Linked DNA regions of Gossypium hirsutum: region 2 is linked to region 1. Evidence: chromatin contacts called from public Hi-C data. All regions are on one chromosome and are shown on one strand. Each heading gives the region's core, a stretch centred on a gene start, on an enhancer-like site or on the middle of the called end of the contact. The rest is flanking DNA. Distances are from core to core; before and after follow the strand shown.

What was found. A called contact is a pair of places that touch in the nucleus more often than the background predicts.
Region 2: a contact with region 1 is called in a Hi-C map of leaf, with 3 times the contacts expected there. The contact joins the promoter of LOC107894357 here to the promoter of LOC121202928 in region 1. A contact is called at or near these places in 2 of 34 Hi-C or Micro-C datasets (both in leaf).

The regions. Positions count from the first base shown.
Region 1 is chrA13:88,718,051-88,721,574 of Gossypium_hirsutum_v2.1, forward strand. LOC121202928 (pre-mRNA-splicing factor ATP-dependent RNA helicase DEAH7) reads left to right here and starts at 2,129. Exons shown (of 15, transcript XM_041085144.1): 1 at 2,129-2,467; 2 at 2,990-3,211. The coding sequence starts at 2,464.
Region 2 is chrA13:89,045,291-89,049,035 of Gossypium_hirsutum_v2.1, forward strand. It overlaps LOC107894357 (putative rRNA methylase YtqB), which reads left to right and starts at 2,101. Exons shown (of 5, transcript XM_041084788.1): 1 at 2,101-2,402; 2 at 2,490-2,553; 3 at 3,263-3,494. The coding sequence starts at 2,210.

The sequences.
Region 1 (3,524 bases), core at 879-3,378:
TTATATTCTTAAATACTTGAAATGTATGTTATTGATGAATATAATTTGAATGTTCATTGTATGAAAATTGATGAAACATTGATATATTTGATAAAAAAGGGAAGAAATCCCGGTTGAATGAAAGGAAAATTCGATGGATCTCTAAAAAGGAATTGACGGTAAAAAGGATCTAGCCCGGACGGGTGATCCTATCCTGATATAGCCCTCCCGAAGAATATGTGTAAAATGGATTTAGCCCGGACGGGTAATCCGAATTAGGGTCTGAATTTAGCCTAGACTGGTAATTCAGATCCAAGCTCATTAGAGTAATTGTCGTTGTAGGGGATTTAGCCTGGACTGGTAATTCCGACAATACTCTATGAGTTTATATTATAAGAGATTTAGCCTGGATTGGTAATCCCACTGTAAGGATGAGGTTCGCGGAAGTGTGCTCTCTGAAATGGAACTGTGCTCACATGTATATGAATTGACGGACCCGGAAATGTACACTAAAAGTGTACCTCTGAAAATCCATCGAAAATTCCAAGAACTTCAATGGGATAAATATGGAAAAATAATAAGGGAATGGAAATCATGGTATTGATGAGCTCATCAATCATGGTATATATATTATTGACACATGGAAATCATTGTACTAACTTGAATGTTGAGTTTGTGCATGTTAGGGTAATAATGCATTGAATGGATATATGAATGTTTATTTCACTGTATTGAAAATATTAGGTAAGTATAATTCTTGTTACATGAGCTTATTAAGCACAAAGTGCTTACCCTATTTCCTTTTTCCCTGTTTTGTAGTGTTAAGAGCTCGGAGGTCGGACTTGGTCGGAGACACATCACACTATCAACTTCAAGATTTTGGTATATCAAGAAACTTTATTTTGGAAATCAATGGCATGTATAAGCTAATAAAGTAAATGTTAATGTGATATGAATGTAAGGTCAGCTATTGGTATGGCTAACAAATCTTGGTTTTGGTATGTGATGAGGTTATCTTATAAAAATGCATGAATCTATCTTGAAAATATGTTGAATTGGATTGGTTGATGTGGATTAGTCTCGGTTTAATATTGCAGGGAAGGTTAAATATTTATAAAGGGGCTATATTGAGTAAAAAAATTAATTTGTAAACTCCGGCAATGCCTCATACCCTATTCTGGCAATGAATACTGGTAGGAGGTATTACATCTAGGATACCCCAGTTGTGCCAAGTTGTTCAATAGTAGTAGCATTGTTGAGTTACCTAATCCTTTGGCTTAGGATTAGTCAGTTCTATTTCTTGATGAGGGTGGGAAAAGGAGATAACTCAGCGGTAGAGTGTCACCTTGACGTGTTGGAAGTATCAGTTCAAGCCTGAATATGCTTAAACCCAATGTGAGTTTTTCTATTTTGCCTTGCCCCTCGCCGTGATCGAATAAGAATTGATTGAATAGCTCAAACTTTGCAAAAGTTTTATTACCATTAAAAATATTAGTGGGCCAAGCCAGACCAGGTTATGCCAATGCCTAATTTCAAAAACTTTTCCAACTTCAAGCTCGCTTTACTTGAATCACTCATTTCATTGTTTAAAAACAATAAAAAAATTATATTTAAATTTAATTATTAAAAAAATATCAATATAACTTGTTTACATTTTTATTATTTTAAATGGTAAAACAAGCTGAGTTCGGCTAGCCTAAGGTTAAAAAATATAAATCTAAGCCTAACCCTATTTTGGGCTAGGTGGGTTCTACTACTAGTGAACATTTCTAATTATTATTTAAAGAGTAAATAATATATATTTTTCTAAATTTTGAAAATTTTTATATTCTTCATGATATAAAATTTTAAAATGAATTTTAAAAGATTTTAATTTTTTTGAACTTTAAAATTTTTTTATAATATTTATATACTTTTAAAAAATAACGACTAAATTAGTAAAAATTATAAAACCAAATTAATAAAAATTATAAACTTTGAAGACTACAAAATTATTTTACCATTTTTTAATTGCTACATTAATAATTTAACCGCAAAATTAGATAAAGAAATAAAGTTTTTTAAATTAAAAAAATAAAAAATTTAATATCTCAAAACTAAAATGTAGAGACGTCCTTTTAAATTTCAAAAGAGTATAGGCACCTCTCACATATTTAAACCAAATACAAATATAGGGTACTGCATTCATTACACGGGAAGTTCTTTTTTTCAATTATTTAAAGTCTTTTCCCTTCTTCTATCGTCATCTTCATCCTACCATCGTCCATCTCCATCTCGTCTCGGCAAATCAATTTTTTTTTGTTCCTTTTCTTCTCTTCTCATCTCAGTTCTCCCACACCGCCGTGTCCGCTGTTTTTTTCCGGATCTGACCCGTATCCCGTGTTGGAATCCCTGTCGGATCGTGTTGGGTACTGCATCCCAAATTGCTGAGTTCGGGAAACGAAGGATATATCATTCATCTCAACCTTATTGTATAGATTAACTATGAGTAAGTTTGCTAGTAGTCTTGCCGCTTCACTTTCAAAATCTTGTTCATGTGCAAGTATCAATTTAGGGTTTGGGGGTGAAATTTTTAGATGACCTGATTCTTTTGGTTTTCTTCTACTTAGCTATGTTTTCTGTGACTTTGGATAGCAAACTGTCTTTAAAGTAGTGTTTTTTGTGCTCTTATTCAGCTTTCATAGTAATAATTGCTCCTCCGTGTACGGTCTGTTCTGATGGTTTTGTTCTTGAGAGTACTTTCACCGCTCTGTTTTCTCTGATATCTTACCATGACCCATGATTCTATTCAATTCTCTCTTTGTCTAAAAAAAGAGAAAAAAAAAGTAATGACATTTTAGTTCTGTTGCCCAAATTTGCTTGGCACTTTTACATTTTAAATTATCTGTAATACCTTACCGTTTTCTTCTTCCTATGGATACCATTACAGCATGCAGTTGAATGTTTCTTTAAGGTATTTCTGCCTCCAATTCGCCTTCTGTTTGTTGATTGAATTTTTTTAAGTTATTAGGTTTGGACGTTGGTGCTAGAGAGAAGCAAGGAAATCCTAAAGTTGATGATGGATTCAAGGTTCCAAAAGAAAAAATAACCTGCATTGCGGCATCTGTTGATGTGGATGAGGGGTTTGAATCTTCTGGAGTTGAAGAAACTAGGAGTACTGTTACAAATGGCAGCCGAAGCCACACTAACAGACGCTATCGTGATAAGACAGCTAGTGAAACAACTAATTCTGGTAAGCTTTTTATTTTTATTTTGTCTTTAATAAGCTTAGTAATGGTTTTTAATTAAGAAACCGTTTTTTCTTTTTTAAATGTAAAACTTTTATAGTAAGCAGCAACATAACTAAATCATCATATGCTGATAATGAGAAGATTTATTGTTCCTATTCCCTTGGCTCCAATTTTTTTGGTTCAAAACTTGATGTTTAAGTGCATGCTTGAGTATTTGGCAATCAATCCTGTGAAATAGTTTCTAGTTAAGGTGGCATAGAAGCATATAGGCCAGGCGTAATCTGTTCTTACAATTAATGATTGTTTTTTGGTCTC
Region 2 (3,745 bases), core at 851-3,350, 330 kb after region 1:
TTTAGAATCTAGTATTAAGTGAAACAATTAGTTTCATTTTAAAGGTCAAAACGGTGCGTTGAAACTAGGTTATGGCGTGTTTGCCGTTTAATTAAATTGTGCGTTTTGAGTCTCAACTGTCATTGTAACAGCCATAATTGATTTTCAATTTCCCTATAACGTCTTCCTTGGCTTTTTAGCATAGAGAACAGCCAGGAAGAACTTAGTCAATTTGTTAGTAAATGAAATTCTGGTCTCTCCTCTTCTCTTCTATTCTTTGTTTCTCTCTTCTCAACTCATCCCTTTAGATTTATGGGAATCAATCATATCAAATTCTACTTATGAACCCATTGTTTCCCTTTTGATTCAACGATTCTAGGGCATTCATAATGGCTCTTTTAGATTCACAATCCGAGTGCTCTTATTGCTTCATTAATGACTTATTATTATTTTTCACCATCGAGTTATTATTAAAAATGTTCCCTAATGTTACCATCAAGACCCATATGCAAGTCCTCGACTCTTACCCCATCAAAAGCTGTAATATTTTTTTCGATTCATAAGCAAGATGCTTTAAAAAGAGAAAAAACTATTCAAGAAAAAAGTTCCATCGATTGAAACTCCCATCGCTTGAATAGAACGGGAAGTAGAAAGCCCAAAAAAAATCAGGGGAGGAAGAAACTGCTGGAACCACTATCGGAGAAGGTGACCGGAAGAGTGGCGGCGACAAATTGACGTAACAAACTCTAGAAGGATGAAGAGAGATTTGGGGGGTTATCCCTTGAGGAGAGAAATTTTTTAATTTTTTTTGTGAAAAAAGAATTTGGGTTTTTTAAGTTGAGGTCCTTAGCATATTTTGAAATTAATTTTTTTGAGAAAAATGACACGTAGCACCTTACAATTGTGTAACATGTCTTGACAAGTCAAAATTTAACATCGTTAGATGGAGGTGCCAGATTAATAAATAGAAATTAATGTAAAAATATCACATTAAAATATTTTGAAAGTAAAGATATCACGTTTATAAATTTGATAAAGTATAGGGGTGAATTTTGCTATTAACACTTAAAGAAAGCATGCAAGTAAGTAATTAGGCTTCCTTCTAATGAAAATGTTTGAGACTAGTATAGTTTTAGTTAATTCGTGATATTAATGGTGCATTTAGTAAATTATCTAAATTTAATAAGTTATTTTTATACAATAATAATTCTTTAATTTTAATTTTAGAATATGTGTTTTATTTTTAAAATATATTTATATGTTATTTTATTAATCTTATTTAAACAATTTGAAATTTTTATTGACGAGAGATGAGTTTTTATACATTTTGACTTACACAATTATAAGTTTTGATTTAATCTGCTCTTTTTGACACAATATTTTATACTACTTATAATGCATTTTAATCTATAAATAGAGAGATAATGCGCTTCAGCGCACTCAAACCTACATCCTCTTGTATTGACAACAATATCAGTGCCAATTGAGATAAAACTCAATCGACCCATAAACCTCTTTTAACCTATAAATAGTAGGATAATACGCTTCAGCTCACTCAAAATCACGTGCTCCTGTATTGAGAGCAATGTTCATACCAATTTCAAAATTCAATTGACTATTGTTCAATAGCTTTTTGGACTAATATATTACACACAATTATTTAGTTTTAAGTTTTGTTACTGGCTTAAAGAATATTATTGGTAAATTTTTTTTATAATAATTAATATTAATTTTTAAAGTTTAAAATTATGCGGGTATTATTTAAAAAAGAAAAAATTATGATATAATTACATTAAACATTTCTAAACAATTATTTTTTTAATTATGAAAGATGCAATTACTTAAATTTATTTTATGGAGTTCAAACAATCACTGATGTCAATATATATATTTATACTTGAATTATTGGTATTTTCACTGTTTTGAGAATAGGATCGAATGTTGGTTTAGAATAAGGGATTAAATAGATTGATTTTGTGAATCAATTACATTGATAATTATATTAAATTTTTTTATTTTTATAATTTTTAAATGATTTATTTAATTAAATCGGATGGGTAAAAAAAAAACTGATGGTTTACTCAATTTCACCATCAGCTGGGTTCTAAAGATCTTACGGATATTACCCTTAGACTGATCCATTTTGTAGTTATTATCCTTCCCTTTCTCCACGGCCTCCCCCGACTACTGAACTGAAACAAAAACAAGTCTGAGGCTCACAGAAGTAACAATGTCAGCTTTGAGGTTTAGCTCACGCTTTAACCCAATGTTATCAAACACAATCCTTGTTCAAACCAAATCATTATTATTCAGTTTCTCTTCCTTCTCCTCATCAGTCAGAAAACCCTGTAAGACTCTTTGTTGCTCTACCAATTCCCTTCTTCATACCAATGGAGGCACCTCAAACAGCTCTCCACTTTCTGGTATTTACTATTACTATTGTTGATATTCGCTGCTTTTTGGATGTGAAATTTAAATAAAAGGACTTATCTTTCGTGATACAATTTCAGGGTTAGAGGATGAGTTGGTTGGTTATATTTTTGGGAAGAAGAAAGCAACAGAAGTGGCTCATTTGTAGGTACTTAACTTCCCTTTTTTGTTTTCTTTCTCTATCTCTCTGATTTCTTTTAATTTTTTAATGTAATGTTTAAAACTGTACTCTATCTGCTAGTATATAGTCCGTGGTTAATCGGGACTGTTGGACCTTTTAGGTTTCCTAGAACATTATTGTAAATTCGATGTCTCTGTTATAAATGTTGGTGGTTTACATGCTGGGAAACTGTGTAAACTGAAGCAGCTTCTTGTTCTTGATGTTATATTGAACGTGGTTTAATAAGATATGATAGTAATAAAGGTATGGCCAGAATTTAGTGATACTATATCAAGAAGTGCGAATGGGAATTCAGTGCTCGTGGGGTATAAATGTTGAAATTGATAAAAAAAGAAATTTATATGGTGTCAATAGGAATTTGATGTTCTTCCTGAAATCTATCTTTTTGTTCTTCAGCATCCTTTCTTCCAATTTTTCCCCTTCAAGTTTGCACTGATTTTGAACTGCATGATCTAATTTTACTTGGACCTGAGAAGCCTGTTTCTGATACAAGCCCTCTTGTGCTATTTCCTTAACAATTAAGTTTTGGTCTTTGTTGTTTATACCAAGGATGCTAATTTTTTTTATATATCATGAAATCTTGCATGGTAAATTTCCATATACTTCTCAGCAATGGTGCTCAACTTCGTATACATATTTCTTTTAAATAATGTTATTTCCATTACTGGCCAGGGTTTGGAGGCATGTCCTGCATAAAGGGGATATTGTCATAGATGCCACATGTGGGAATGGTTATGATACCGTAGCAATGCTTAAAATGGTTGCTGATGAATCTGGTCATGGTCGTGTTTATGGAATTGACATTCAAACAGAGGCTTTAGAGAATACTTCTTCCTTACTGGATGAAACTGTCACTCAGAAAGAGGTTCTTCTTGTTTTCTTTTCAACATTGTCTTCTTTATCATAAAAGGTTCAAAGAGATAGTAAATTTTAATTACTGCAAGGATAACCTACCCAGAGTTTACACTGCGTTTGAAATTTTAACCTTAAGATTCAGAATGCCTAGTTGTTGGTGTAAAAGTTAAACTTATAGTTCTATGTTTTTGAACCAGCATGCTGCTTAACTCAATAATAATAGCCATTACAGACTATTATTCAGCAATTCAAGGTCATTTGACTTGTCTTGTCATTTGAGATTTACTGTGTAGTTACCTT